Regions from separate parts of the Zea mays genome. Here regions 2 and 3 are each linked to region 1. The links are chromatin contacts, called in public Hi-C maps. All regions are on one chromosome and are shown on one strand. Each heading gives the region's core, a stretch centred on a gene start, on an enhancer-like site or on the middle of the called end of the contact. The rest is flanking DNA. Distances are from core to core; before and after follow the strand shown. Region 1 holds the start of LOC100381661. Region 2 holds the start of LOC103504718 (Protein TONSOKU). Region 3 holds the start of LOC100276258.

Region 1 (4,869 bases), core at 1,556-4,055:
TGCGGTCTGGACAAGCGCTTGCCCAATGATCAGTACTCCCGCAAACAAAGCAACCAGCTCCTTTGTTCTTCTTTTTGAACGAGGCTGCCTGCTTGGGCTTCGTGGCATTCTGTTGCTTGTTCTTTTTTTATTATTATGTGATGCATTGGAGTTCTTCTTTTGTACCATATTGGCACTAGAAGTCTCAACTCCTTTTCCACGAGTGTCTTTTGCTCTCGCCCTCTCCTCAACATCAAGAGAACCAATAAGCTCAGCCACGCTAAACTCTTGTCTCTTATGTTTTAGAGTGGTAGCAAAGTCCGTCCAAGAAGGTGGCAGTTTAGCGATAATACCGCCGGCCACGAACTTGTCAGGCAAGACACATGGGAATTGTTCGAGTTCTTTAGCCAGTGCCTGTATTTCATGAGCCTGTTCAACTACAGGACGGTTTTCCACCATCTTATAGTCAAATAGCTGCTCCATGATGTACAGCTCGCTACCAGCATCAGAAACACCAAACTTCTCATCTAATGCATCCCATAACTCTTTTGCAGATGTGCACGTTAGATAAGAATCAACATACTTGTTGGCAAGAGCGCCAATCACGGCGCCTCGAAACAGGTTATCGACAACGTCGAACATTCTCTCCTCTTCAGGAGTGAACTGTTCGGGTTTCCCCTGTGCGGCGTGATAGCAGTTCATTGCGGTCAACCACAGTATCATCTTACTACGCCATCTCTTGTAAAACGTCCCATCAAAAGGTTCACTTGGTTTTAACGCAGCAGCAAAACCACCAGCGGAAAAATGCCTAATATCAGATTTTTGGATTGTTAGAAAGTTAGGCATTTTTAGTTATAATTTAATCCAGAAAAACAGTGTGATATATGTGATGACATGTATGTGCATGTGTGTATAACTACTCGCATAAGCAGTAAACAGCAATGAAACATGCACAAATACGAAGAACAGAGTGTACCCAGCGGAGGGACTGATGCTCAAGGCATCAGTGGCTCCATTCACACGAGACATCTCGTGTGTTTGTTCGATGTAACCATACGAAGTCGGTGCAGGAAGATGTACGCTGTGCAGTCTCTCGAACGGTCGCCGGGAAGAAGAACAGCAGCACGCGTCAACTCGGGAAGGCGACGAACAGCAAGCTGTGAACGAAGCAGCTGGACAAACAGGTCACGCGAGCAGTCGCGAAGACGCTCCCCAAAAATCTGATCGCCCGCACACCCGTGCAAGTGTATCTCTCTGCGGTCGGTGATTTCGGAGGCCTGCTCTCCCACTCTCTCTGTGCTCGCAGAAGATGGGACGGGAATGTATTGTTTGCAATTCGCGTGAGATAATTCGCATGACTGGAAGAGCCCTCCCTCTCTATTCTTATAGGCGGTCAGAAGGAGGGAGAAGAACAACGGACAGAAACGGTCGCGCATTAGAACTGGAAACTGACGACAGTAACTGACGTCGGTTATCATGACGGTCATCGCTCCAGGCAAAATGCGAAACCGTTTGAAAGGAATATTCGGACCAAGGTCCGATCTACCACGGCCACAGCCACGGCCACGGCCACGGCCACGGGGCCACGGCCCGGCCGGCGGCGGCGGCGCGCGCACGCGCGTGTGGCAGTCCTTCATCCTTTTCTCAACTTCTCAATAGATGCACCAATGGTCCACCTATTTAAGTTGATTGATTTGTCCTTTGAACTTCCAATATGGTACTAAATAATTAGTACACCATAGCATTAAAGTGGGCCATTAGCATTGACTATTATTGAATATTAATTTGGGCCAAGCCCACATTAATCCAACACCAAAGCTACTCACTCACTCAACCAACCACGGACAGTGGCAAGGGCAAGGTCACCGCCATTGTGCTGGTGCTTGTGCACTGATGGCGTGACATCGAACGAAGGAAGCAGAGGGTGAGATTCAGAGAAGGAAAAAGGGGTACTGGCTCAATCTGGGGGTAGGGATTGGGATGGCGGCGGTGTACCTTGAAGAAGATGTTGATGCATAGACCTCAACAAGAATTCCCCCATGCCCTCCGGCCTCCGTGCATCCTCTGGGTTGCGGGTTGCGGAGCCTCCCTGCGCGACGGTGGGTTGCAGCCGCGACATCCAGGCGTCCGTTCCGACGAGCCTCGAGGCGGGGAGCAGCGTATGCGGGTGGGATCGGACGACGGCGGCATAATCGGGGTAGGGGCAGGGGGGCGGAGTTCGTGGCCAGCCAGAACCGGGGGAGGGGAGGCCGGGGGCGACGGTTTCGGGGCGCGATCTAGGAGCGGCACCGTTGTGTGGGATCAGGGAACGAGACTGAAATGTAGGATCGTACGACTGAGATTATAGAATGGTAGACTGGATGGTTGAGATCGCAAAATGGCAGAACGACAGGCTACCCTTACCGCCTTAATAAGTAGTAGAGATGTATATCTCTCATGCAATTATTGCGATTTTTTGCATCCAAAGGTCGAAATAGAAATTTTCTGCATTTTGAAATTATATAGGATTTTAAGTTATATACAAATCTAATCATGCATTTTTTATTTTTGTGTTGTGAGAATAATACATTTAAAAGTGGCCTGAAAGTTGAAATATAATAATGTGACTTTCAGAGATGCTCTTGATCTGACACACACTGACAGCCGTCCAGATCAGACCCATTTTATCCCTCGACCCCGCCTCGAAAGAAATCCATACCGGCCCACTCAGCCCGCGCAGCCCATCCTCCAACCTGTTCCATTCATCTGTAACGGATCAAAGCCCACTTGTCCTTGTCCCTTCTCCCCTCCGGCCTCAGCTTCCCTTCCCCGTCGTCTATCCGCGTCAGTTTCGACTTTCGATTCCCCTCGCCCTCGCCGACGGCCAGACGCCGAACGTCTCGCCCTCTCCCGACGCTCCCCGCCTCCCCCTTGATCCGCCGAGCGCGGCGGCCGCCGCCGCCGCCGAACCCGATCTCCCCCCCTCCCGCGTGACAGGCACGGCCTCCCCTCGGTAAGGATGCCCCGTGCCCATGGTTTGCCCTAATTTCCCGACACGTACCCCGCGATCCCGCTCCCATACGACTTCCCTGCCGCCTTTTTGCGTCCTTCGATCCTTTTCTACGTGTGTTTCTTTTCGTTCATCCAGCGATTGCCGATGTGGAGTGGGATCGTGTTATATGTTCGCTGGAATTTTTCTTTGTTTTCCTGTGTTAGGTCGCGGAGATTTGTGTGCTCGTACCTGCGAAGAATTGATCGTGTGGGATTATATTCTACGGTTCGGTAGTTTCAGCGTCAGCTCTCATATGAAATGTTGCTGCTGTCGTGCTTTGCGCTGATCAGGTTATTCTGGAATGCACTAGTCTAACCAAATAACCCAGTGGTTTATCACACAGATAACCCTTCTACATGTTTAGCGGTGTTTAGAAGAATAGGCATGTTTCCATATTGTGCTGGCACATGGTCTGTTTCCTATTGTAAGGTTGGCCTGACTAATCTCTTAGTATTTAAAATTTCTGCAGTAATTGTGAGAATTGTAGCTACTTAATTTTCGAACGGTTGCCTTCTAGCTTAATATTTCCTGTCGTTTTTAAGTGACCCTTTTATATATTTTTATGAATTTTCTTTTTGCTGATGTGGCTTGATGGTTCTCATCTCTAGCTCTCCCCAACTTGCTTGAGACTAAACAGATTTGTTGTTGTCATGTCATTTGAACTGAATGACAGATATGTAACAACCAACTGATCTATGGATTAACTTGAATATAATGTCTGCCTTTCATTTTCATTGCTGCACTTGTTATATGTTGTTCAAATCGTTTTAATAAAAGGTACTTTTCTTTTTCAAAGGATTCCCTTACTGTACCGACTACTTATAAATGTATCCTTTTTTTCTGTTTCAGGTTGGAAGGGTTTGCTGTATCATGCATTTTTTGTGGATAATCTTCATTTTCTCTTGAGTCACCGATTCTTTTGTTGTCTTCAAAATGTCGGGCTTGCTGAACGTATGTACTTGCACAAGTATACTTGCCATTGGGTTTTCTTGCCACCATTATGTATTCATGTTGAAAGGCAGGCCTGGTGTAGTGGTGAGAGCTGTATCACTGAGTCACTAGGTCATGTGTTTGAAGCAGCCTCCGCATTTGTGGGGGAAGGATTGCTTCGATTTACCCCTTTTTCAGACCCCACTCATGCGGGACCCTCCAGCACTTGGTCTGCCCATTATGTATTTATATTCTTTCCATTTGTTTACCACATTGGGTCTAGAATGGATGTTTTTCTTTGGTGAAAGATAAATTTCTACAACTTTAGTCGTCAGCAGACAAATCTTTTTAGAGATTTCATGCAAGAGTTATATGAATGGAATCATCATCAAAACTACATTGCCAGTTGTCACAACAATATTTGTAATGTTCGATATATGTTACTTATATTAGGTGAAGTCAAATTTGGGCACTGTTAGACAGCCATATTTTTAATGTTTGATATACTCCCTATGTCTTTTTGCCTGTTATGGCATTGTACTGTGGTCCACTTCGGACCTTTCTCTCTTTCAATATAATGATGCACAGTTCTCCTGCGCGTTCGAGAAAAAAAATGTTTGATATACGGTACTTGTATTAGGTGGCAGTAAAGTTTGTGCACTGAGACTGTACCAACAGTTAAATCAGGGAAGATGTATTGTTTTGTTGTGATCTGGTAGGTCATTTGCTTGTTTGTACACTCCTTTTTTTTGTGGACAACAAATGAGTATTACATCTTGAACTCTTTGATGACTATCTCCTACTCAAACGTCTTTAGGGGCCTGCTTATCTCAATATGGTTTGCAGTCTTAACTCAATATTATGTTTATTTTTTACTAACTCATTTTTTCCTTGGCAGTCAAACCTTAATAGTTCGGCATCAAATCTTT
Region 2 (4,869 bases), core at 1,102-3,601, 480 kb before region 1:
CCCTAATTGTGTAAATAAGTTAGTAAGACATTCCAAATAAAACATTCATATTTCTGACAAATAAAACTTTATGTTCAGATCCAGTAACCAATTATTTTTTTGGAGATCATATACAGTTTCAGAACTGCAACTCAAAAGATAAAACCAACAACAATTGTCCCAGTTCTTTCAGTCATAAAAACTATCAAGCATAACCTATAAACCGATTATTCATGCACATGCATAAAATAGGCTAGAAATGGGGAAAATCTCATTTGTGAATAAGATAAAAATAATAATAAAATAAATTCTCATGGATACGATGGTCCAAGTTTATAACAAGGTGAATAAAAATCTGGTACTAGTTACCGTGCGGTCCGCTTACTTTTTGCCATGCACATATCATCCTGGCCTTCTCAATAAGACTATCCAGCCATGCATGCTGATCAAGTAGGAGTTTTCTCTCTTTAGATGTTCCACGAGCATTAGAAGTGTCCCGGATAAGTTTTTTTAGCTTCAGTTCATCCTCCTTCAACTGCTCAAATACTTCAACTGCTTTCGTAACAGTTTCAATATTCTGGTGAATTTGTTCAATTAGAGCATCCTCATCTTCCAAGGATCTTGCTACTTCAAGAGCTTTATTGTAACAAAGTTTTGCATTGTCATACTTCTGAACTCGATAATGTAACTCCCCCAGATTTATGAATCCTTTTGCCTCACCTTGAAGATGGCGTATTTTTCTACATATCTCTATGTCCTTCTCAATGTGCCCCCTGGCTTTTTTCCAATTCTGTAGTTCAGTATAAACATTTCCGAGATTATGATGGAGCCTAGTGCGAGCATCATCATACGAATCTACCTCTTCGTCGTCGCATATCTTCAGGCCCTGGATAAGTAGTTTCTCAGCTTCTTCAAAATTATCAAGTTCCAGCTCAAGCATGCCCATATTATTGTACGCATCAATAAGTTCTTTTAGAAAGTCCGACTTTTGGGAAGGGGATCTCTCCTTTAGAATCCTTGCCAGCTTCATCGAAGATTTAAAGTACTTTTTTGCATTCCTTATGGCACTATGGTCATTTTCAGATCTTAGAAGGATTTCATGGTATGTTCTCCCAAGCTGTGTGGTAGCTCGCTGCTGCTCAACAAGGTCATCAGACTCCTTTGCGAGCTGTAGATGCTTCTTCTGTCAAGCCAACAAACATCAAGGTAAATGGAAGTTTGAGTTCATGTAGCAGAATCAGCAAAATGTATGAAATGAGGTCTGAGTATTATTCTAATTCTTAGCATCTCAATTATAACAAGAGGTTAGCATTTAACACCGGAGGCAGTGACCAAATCACCTAATGACCATATCTTGATAAATGTACATGCACTGTGACAGGGTAGATACAGCATGATCAGTAATACTCCCTCCATTTTTTTTATTTGTCGCTGGATAGTTGAATTTTACACTAACAAACGACGAATAAAAAAGATCGGAGGTAGATAATGTAATGTAATCCAACTATCCAAGGTCAATAAGCGTGTGAAAAAACTAAAACAATTAACATGTGCCTAAACCCAACACTGCAAGCCAAGGGTCACATATACATCACTAAATATCAGACCTTTGAAAGAATATATTATCATATAAGACAGATGCACTACCAGAAAGTCCACACCACAGCTGGTATTCAATTGTATATATATACAGTGCCTAATAACATAATTTGAGAATAATCGAACCCTACACTGCAGTCCAAATGCATGCCCAGATCAATAGTCCACCAAATGGTTAAAAATTCATAAATTCAGCACCGAAATTACAACTGCGAGTGGGAATGCATTAGCGTTATACTGCATAGCACACCTCCTGTCGTTTAAAACATCTGAAACCATGGTCGGTATTCGGTAGGCAAGTAAGCGAGATGGATGGTGGAATCTGAGGAGTGAGTAGTGACCTGGTAGGTGAGCGCCTCCGAGAAGCGGCCGAGGCGGAGGTAGACCTCGCCGAGCGACTGACAGGAGGGGAGGAGGTGCCGCTGCGGGAGGTGCTTTACGGAGACCTCGTAGTCCGCCCGAAGCCACCGGAGGGCCTCGACGTACTCGCAGCGGCGCTTGTAGATGTCGCCGATGACGTTAGCCCAGCGCGCCTCCTCCTCCCGATTACCCTCCGCCGACGCCTCCTTGTAACCGCGCTTCGCCCCCCGCAGCTCCTCCTCATCCTCCTTCTTCGACCGCCCCCCGCCGCCGCGCGCCATCGCCGCCGCTACGACTGAGGACCCGACGCCTGACTTTTTTCCCTTTTTCCACCCGAATTTTCCGTCAAGGGCCGAGAGGAAGGAAAACGCCGGACTGATCAGATGGAAGGGGATTCTCCCGCCAAATTATTTCAGGGCCCCGCCTCCAGTTTCACTAATCTCTTCTCTGCGTTTCTCGTGGGCCTGCGTAGGAAGCATGTAATATGGGCCATGGCCTGTAGGAGGAGGATATCTTAAGCTTCTGGGGTGTCTCTCTTGTTGTTCGGTCCTTCAATCAAAAAAGAAAATATATATATATAGAGCAGATATAACGGGAGCCATGGGTTTCTAATAGTTAAAGGAAGCTCAGGTCGATCATCCCTGCAACCTGGTTCAACCCAGCGCACCGACTAGACCAGGCTGTCGGTTGCACCACCCGCGCCCACGTCTGTGCGCGCAAAAAAGAATGCATGCATGAGTCAAAGTCAAACACGTCACTTGCATGCGCATAAATTTAGGAAAGATATGTACGGCGGTTTGTATTTTTAAATATTTTATTTCCTCCATAAATTTAGGATCGCTGCAACAGCCATGCAACTAGACTCGTAAGGACCATTTTATGATATATACTGCTATTAAATATGCTACCCTGTGTAGATAATTATGCAATTCGGTATACTGCGTAAAAATCTGTTACCACCTGCATGCACACGAATTTATGATGAAAATAATGTGTAATGAAAGGAAATGAATTACACGCATAGAAACAAAAATTCGTATTTAATGTTTTATTTCCTTCATAAATATAGGATCCCTCCAACAGCCATGCAGCTAAACACATTATATCTAGTTTATGATATATATTGGTACAAATTATACTATATGGTGTAGCTATTTATGCAATTCGTTACACTGCGTAAAAAATCTGGCATGTTGTTCACTGGTGGACGCATCTCCGGGTTGGAGCGTAATAACCTTAAGTTTTGAGCATAAAATCCTTCCATTATAAGCGTAAATACCGAGTCAATGTGAGAGGTTGATAGCTCTAGTAGGTTGTTATTACGATCCTATTTTTATGGCAGATCCGAAAAATATGGCAGCCGCATGCATGCGGTTATACAGATCCAAAAATTATGGCAAAATGCATGCATGAGTCAAACACGTTCTCTTGCATGCGCGTAAATTTAGGAAAGATATGTGTGGCGGGTTCTATGTTAAATGCTTTATTTCCTCCATAAATTTAGGATCGCTGCAACAGCTATGCAGCTAGACTCGTAATGACCATTTTATGATATATACTGATACTAAATATGTCATTGTAGATAATTATGCAATTCGGTATACTGCTTAAAAAATCTGGCATGTTGTTCACTGGTGGATGTATCTTCGGTGGAGCGTAAAAACCTTAAGTTTTGAGCATAAAATCCCTCAATTATAAGCGTAAATACCGAGTCAATGTGAGAGGTTGATAGCTCTAGTAGGTTGTTATTACTATCCTATTTTTATGACAGATCCGAAAACATGGCAGCCGCATGCATGCGGTTTCTATTTTTATACAGATCCAAAAATTATGGCAAAAATCGTGGGAGCTTCCATTGCATGCACGCAAATTACGAACAACATAAATCAAGAAATTGTCTTTCCAATGTGCATGCAGTAAACTGATATACGAACTCCATGTTTAAGCATAAAATCGTACAGTTTTTGGCGTAAATAATACATGTGGTAGGCATAAAACACAATAATCGAAAAGAAAACTGCGCCGGATCGGAGGATGTCACGCGCGATCATCGCTGCGTGCATCTCGGGCCTTCCGTGACGCCGCTCGCTCGAACATCGCGCCTCATGCGTCGTCGTCGCTACTCGCACGTCGACGGGCGTCGCTTGCTCGCCGGCCTTGGAAGTGCCGCCTCCTCGGGACCTCGGGGACGCCGCCGGTTGCCCGCACAAGGGCCCCGCTGTCGCTCGCCCTCCGGATCGGGGAGCCGCCGCCACCGACCTGGGAACCGCTGCCACTACTCTGGATCGAGGAACCTCCGCCACCGCGCGTCGAGGTCATGGAGTTGCAGCCACCGGCTGGGGGTCCACCGCCGCGCACGCTCTGGGGCAACCGCCGTCGTCGCACACGGCGTCGCTAATGAATCGGGGTGGAGCGTAAAAAACTGAACCCTAGCACTCCGGGTCCTATTTTATAGACGTCCGGATGTGGTCCGGCTCGACCGGATTGCACCGTCCGACCTGGGCTTCCTCTAGTTATTGGAAGCCCAGGGCTCCTAATATATAAACTATATATATATATATCACCTCCTTCAATTATAGCGAAAAGATATCTCTCAACAATATAATTAGATATATATTTACTCTCTTATTTTCAAAATAGGGCACATGATATTTCTAACTGTTTTCCAGGATGGTTCTCCACCTTGGTGTTTTTTTATTTTGTCTAAATCATTGAAAACTCATAGTAAATCATAGAAAAATCAATTTTATTAAACTCCACGTGAGTCTATAGAATGAACATATGATATAGTATTCTGTAATACAAAGTTTTTGGTATAGATTTAGATATATGTTTTTATAATTAAATTAAGCTACATCTCCTATGGTCCAGTTATGGTAAAATTATGTTGTGGTGATCATTGTGTGCTTAAGGTATAGCAAAAATCATAGC
Region 3 (4,869 bases), core at 1,637-4,136, 300 kb before region 1:
GTGTTCAGCATCTGCAATTGCAAAAGGGTTGCATCCTTATGAAAATCAGACCGCCTGGAAAGCGCATCAGCCACGCGGTTATCAACTCCTTTCTTATAGACTATATGAAAAGTCAATCCCATTAACTTTGTTAAAGCCTTTTGTTGCCATGTGGTCGTCACCCGCTGATCATCCAGATGTGTAAGACTTTGTTGGTCTGTCTTGATCACAAATTCAGCATGCTGAAGGTAGGGTCTCCACTGCTCGACAGCAAATAAGATAGCTAGACACTCCTTCTCATAAGTAGAGAGACCCAAATTCTTCGGTCCAAGTGCTTTGCTTATGTACGCAATGGAATGACCCTCCTGATGTAATACAGCACCAATGCCCAACCTGCTAGCATCAGTCTCGATGACAAAAACCTTAGAAAAATCAGGGATAGCCAACACCGGAGCCTGCACCAGCGCTGTTTTCAAAGCTTCAAACGCCTTCTGAGCATCAATAGTCCAAATAAACAGTTGATTCTTCTTTAACAGATTGGTTAAGGGTTTACTGGTAAGACCAAATCCTGCTACAAATCTCCGGTAATAGCCTGCCATACCCAGGAAACTACGCAATGCTTTCACACAATCTGGGGGAGGCCAGTTCTTGATCACTGTTACTTTCGCAGGGTCAGTGGAAATACCCCCAGCACTAATAACATGTCCCAGAAATTCCAACGTATCTTGACCAAAACAACACTTGGACTGCTTAAGCTTTAACTGATTTTGGTCTAGGATTTGAAAAACCTGTTCCAAATGTTGGACATGATGTTCCAAAGTATCACTGTAAACAAGTATATCATCCAGGAAAACCACTACACACTTGCGTAATAATGGAGACAATATGTGGTTCATGAAGTCCTGGAATGTGGCTGGGGCTCCTGTAAGTCCAAATGGCATGACCTTGTACTCATAATGACCATTATGTGTTTGAAAGGCAGTTTTATATTCTTCCCCTTCTTGTATCCGAATCTGATGATAACCAGCCCTGTGGTCCAACTTAGTAAATATTGTAGCTCCACCTAGCTCATCTGTGATCTCATCAAAAACAGGCATAGGAAACCTGTTTTTTACAGTGTAGGCATTGAGCCTCCTGTAATCAACACATAACCTCCACTCTCCATCTTTCTTCTTGACCAAGAGTACTGGTGAAGCAAAGGGACTTGAACTCTGTTGTATGATGCCAGACTCCAACATTTCCTGAATTTGTCTTTCTATCTCATTCTTCTGGTGTGGAGTATATCTGTAGGGTCGTAACCGGAAAGCTGTTGCTCCAGGTAATAGGGGAATAGAGTGATCAAATGGCCTCTTTGGTGGCAGTCCCTGAGGTGTAGAAAACAATTCCTGATACTTCTCTATCACTGCTGCAATTTCCGGAGGTATTTGCACCGGAACAACTTCCTTGTTGGATTCTGTGACAGTTCTGAGCTCCAACACATGCTCCACAGCTTCTTGTCTGATTAGTCCAGTTAATTGGATACTAGACAGAAGAGTACATGACTGTAATTTGGGTCTCACCCCTTGCAGCTGAACTACCTTACCTTGATATTCAAACTCCATCCACTTATCCATCCAGTGTATGGACATGGGGTTAAATTTTTCCAGCCAGTCCATTCCTAACACAATGTCATAACCGGCCAGTGGTAAAAATTTAAAATCAGCGTAGAAATTGATGCCATTACATAACCAGGGACAATCAGGTACCCAATATTCACTCCACAAGGTATTACCATCAGCCACCTTCACCTGAAGCGGATGTGGCAGTTTCTGAACCCCTTTTACTACCTCAATAAAGTGGTTACTCATGAAACTACCCGAGCTTCCAGAATCAACCAACACCAACATCTGGCATCCCTGAATATAAGCCCACAATTTGATGGTCTTGTTATGCTCACCACCATGTACTGCTGCTTCAGAAATAGCTAACACCTCCTCCTCAACAACCTTTTCTGGAGAATCATCTGTTTCCTCGGACTTTTCATCTTCTTCACCATGAGACACAACAGCCCACATTTCCTCCACTACATGCAGTGGTACACTGTTAGAACAACTGTGGCTAGGATTCCATTTTCCCCACATTTGAAACAAAGGCCCCTTGCCCTTCTATAATTCTTCAAGGCTGTAAGCTTTTGGTCACCCACCCGACTGTTGCCTACTAGTGGTTTACGTCGATCGTCAGGGATCACTGGGTTTCGACCTGTTAACAGGGAACTTGACTGTCCAGCCATAGGAGGCATTCTCATGGGAGCCTTAGAATATACCACCACTTCTCCTTTTCTGGTTTCCCTTCTTCCAGCACTTCCCATTACTTCTTCCTGCAATAGAGCTAATGAGCAGCGCCTATCATCCTCAGTCGGACGGTCAGACCGAGCGTGTGAACCAGTGTGTGGAAGCATACCTTCGCTGTAACCCCCATGAAGAGGAGGCGGTCGGAGCAAGCGGACATGACCATGAAGGGGCGCTCGGGCAGGACCAGGTAGGAGGCGCCGACCTGCGGGGGCTGGAGGTCGAGAAGGATGTCGCAGGCACCGGGCGCGAGCATCCATGCCCGCTTGTCGTTGGCGCCGAGGACGACGGGGATGAAGGAGAGTGCCACCCACGGGCGGGGATGGAACACGACCACCTCGTCGCGCTGCGGTTGCTCGCCCGCTCGAGACGACTCCCGCGCTATGAACGACGACGACATGGCTGACATGGCGCGGGGCGCGCTCAGCTTGCCTGGCCGGCGGTGGGATTGGGGCTGCGGCTTTGGAGGGTGGCGAGTTAGTTGGTTCGTTTCGTTTCGGTCCGAATCGCGCTGCTGGTTGATTCGAGGGGGATGGGAGGAGGAGAAGGGGACGGGAGAATCATAGGCGAGTGAGCACTGAGCACGGATGAGCAGGCAGGGAGGGAGGCTTGAGTTTGAGGAGCGTTTACGATTTCGAAAAAGAAATCGCGAAAAATAGAAAATTTCCGAAATTTCGGGAATTTTCGGTCAAAATTAAATAGATTTAGTATTTTTAAAACAAAAAATGATATAACTTAAATTAAAAATATTAATTTCGGAAACATATTTTTTCGGACCCCACCGAAATCAAGAAAATTTCAGAAAATTTCAGAAATTTTGGAAATTTCTGTCCGAAATTGTAAACCCTCATCAAGTCAGTTGCGGGCGTTTCATCCAAAAAAAATCATTGACTCATCACATCTATGATCTATCTGGTGTGTTTGTTGTGGTGTTTGGTTATAGTTTATTCACGGATTGCTAAGGTCATTGTGTTGTGGCTCCCGACTCGGTGCTAGATAGATGTCCAAATGGGCGGCACGGCCCGGCCCAGCCCGAGCACGACTTGGCCCGACCCGTTTGAGCCCGGCACGGTTAAGCCCGATCACTTAACCGTGCCGGGCCGGGCCGCCCGACGTGCCCAAATAGCTACCCGAGCACGGCACGGTGGAGGCCCGACCGTGCCGGGCTGGCCCGAATAGCACGGCCCATTTAGCAGCCCGGGCCAGCTCGAGCCCGCAAATCACACAACCGCCGGAGCTGCCTGGAGGAGGGAGCAGCCGAGCAGAGAGCAGGGAGCCCGCTGCGCCGAGAGCAGGGAGGAAGCAGCCGAGCAGAGAGCAGGGAGCCCGCCGCGCCGAGAGCAGGGAGGGAGCAGCCGAGCCGAGAGCAGGGAGGGAGCGCCGCGTCGATGCCCGAGAGGAGGGAGGGAGCACCACAGCCGAGGCCCGAGAGGAGGGAGCGCCGCCGCCGCGTCGAGAGGAGGGAGCCCGCGGCCCGCGCCGAGAGGAGGGAGCAGGGAGAGCCGCGCCGAGGCCCGAGAGGAGGGAGCGCCGCCGCCGCGCCGAAAGCAGGGAGCGCGGAGCACCGCGCCGAGGGGAGGGAGCCCACGGCCCGCGCCGAGAGGAGGGAGCATGGAGCGCCGCGCCGAGGCCCGAAGGAGGGAGGGAGCGCCGCATCGAGATCGAGAGCAGGGAGCGCCGCCGCCGCACGGAGAGGCAGGACGCAGGAGCGAGAGTGTGTTAGGTTAGGGTTAGGGCGCCGGACGCGCACGATTTATACAGACGGTGGCTGCGGTGTGGGCTGCTTAGGGTTAGGACAAAGTGGGCCGTTCGGGCATCACGTATGGCAGCCCAGTACGGTACCTGAGTTTTTGAACGGGCCGGTTTAAAGGCCCGACCGATAACGGGCCATGCCCGGGCTAGCCCAACTGGCTCAAATGTCTGTCGAGCCCGACACGCTCTACGGGCCGGGCTCAGCCCGGGCCCGCTTCAAACTGTGCCGTGCCGGGCTCGTGTCGTGCTAAAAACACGTGCTTCGTGCCGGGCTAACGGGCCACGTGCTTTTTGGACATCTATAGCTGTGATCGCTGTCGACTAGATGGTGTCAGCAAAGAGCAAGGATTACAGGCCAACGAAGAGGACAATGGGGAGAGTGCGGCTTCGTCGAACCAGGAGATGGAGCGCCCGTGGGCTCAGAGCGTGAGAAGGCTGAATCCTCGTGTGAGCGGGCCGGATTGGGCCATATAATGTAACACAACGTTCAATTCCTGGGCCGAAGGTACTTACTCCTGGCAGCTCTCTAGTATCATATATTGTCCTCACAGATCAACACAGTTATTTTATACGCACTTTGTTCTCACTCATGCGTATCCGAGAAAACTTCCCGATCGGTCACCCATCCCGAATTGCTCCAAGTCAAGCACGCTTAACTTAGAGGTTCTTTCGAGACAGGCTTCCGAGAAATAAGATCCACCTTGTTAGTATGTGTTGGGGGCCATCATCTTCCGAAGGTCCTCAAAACACAACTAACATGTTTTCCAGTATAATATACTGTTACAGGAAGCTTCAGCTTTGAGATAAAGTC

The links. Hi-C and Micro-C count contacts between places; a contact is called where the count stands out from the background.
Region 2: a contact with region 1 is called in a Hi-C map of leaf, with 2.4 times the contacts expected there. The contact joins the promoter of LOC103504718 here to the promoter of LOC100381661 in region 1. A contact is called at or near these places in 2 of 25 Hi-C or Micro-C datasets (both in leaf).
Region 3: a Hi-C map of leaf shows a contact between it and region 1, with 5 times the contacts expected there. The contact joins the promoter of LOC100276258 here to the promoter of LOC100381661 in region 1. A contact is called at or near these places in 2 of 25 Hi-C or Micro-C datasets (ear and leaf).

The regions. Positions count from the first base shown.
Region 1 is chr4:181,518,916-181,523,784 of Zm-B73-REFERENCE-NAM-5.0, forward strand. It overlaps LOC100381661, which reads left to right and starts at 2,806. Exons shown (of 15, transcript NM_001318231.1): 1 at 2,806-2,971; 2 at 3,860-3,961; 3 at 4,839-4,869. The coding sequence starts at 3,944.
Region 2 is chr4:181,035,603-181,040,471 of Zm-B73-REFERENCE-NAM-5.0, forward strand. It overlaps LOC103504718 (Protein TONSOKU), which reads right to left and starts at 2,352. Exons shown (of 20, transcript XM_008681025.2): 1 at 1,920-2,352; 2 at 365-1,162. The coding sequence starts at 2,219.
Region 3 is chr4:181,217,650-181,222,518 of Zm-B73-REFERENCE-NAM-5.0, forward strand. LOC100276258 reads right to left here and starts at 2,887. Exons shown (of 2, transcript XM_020552740.2): 1 at 2,430-2,887. The coding sequence starts at 2,715.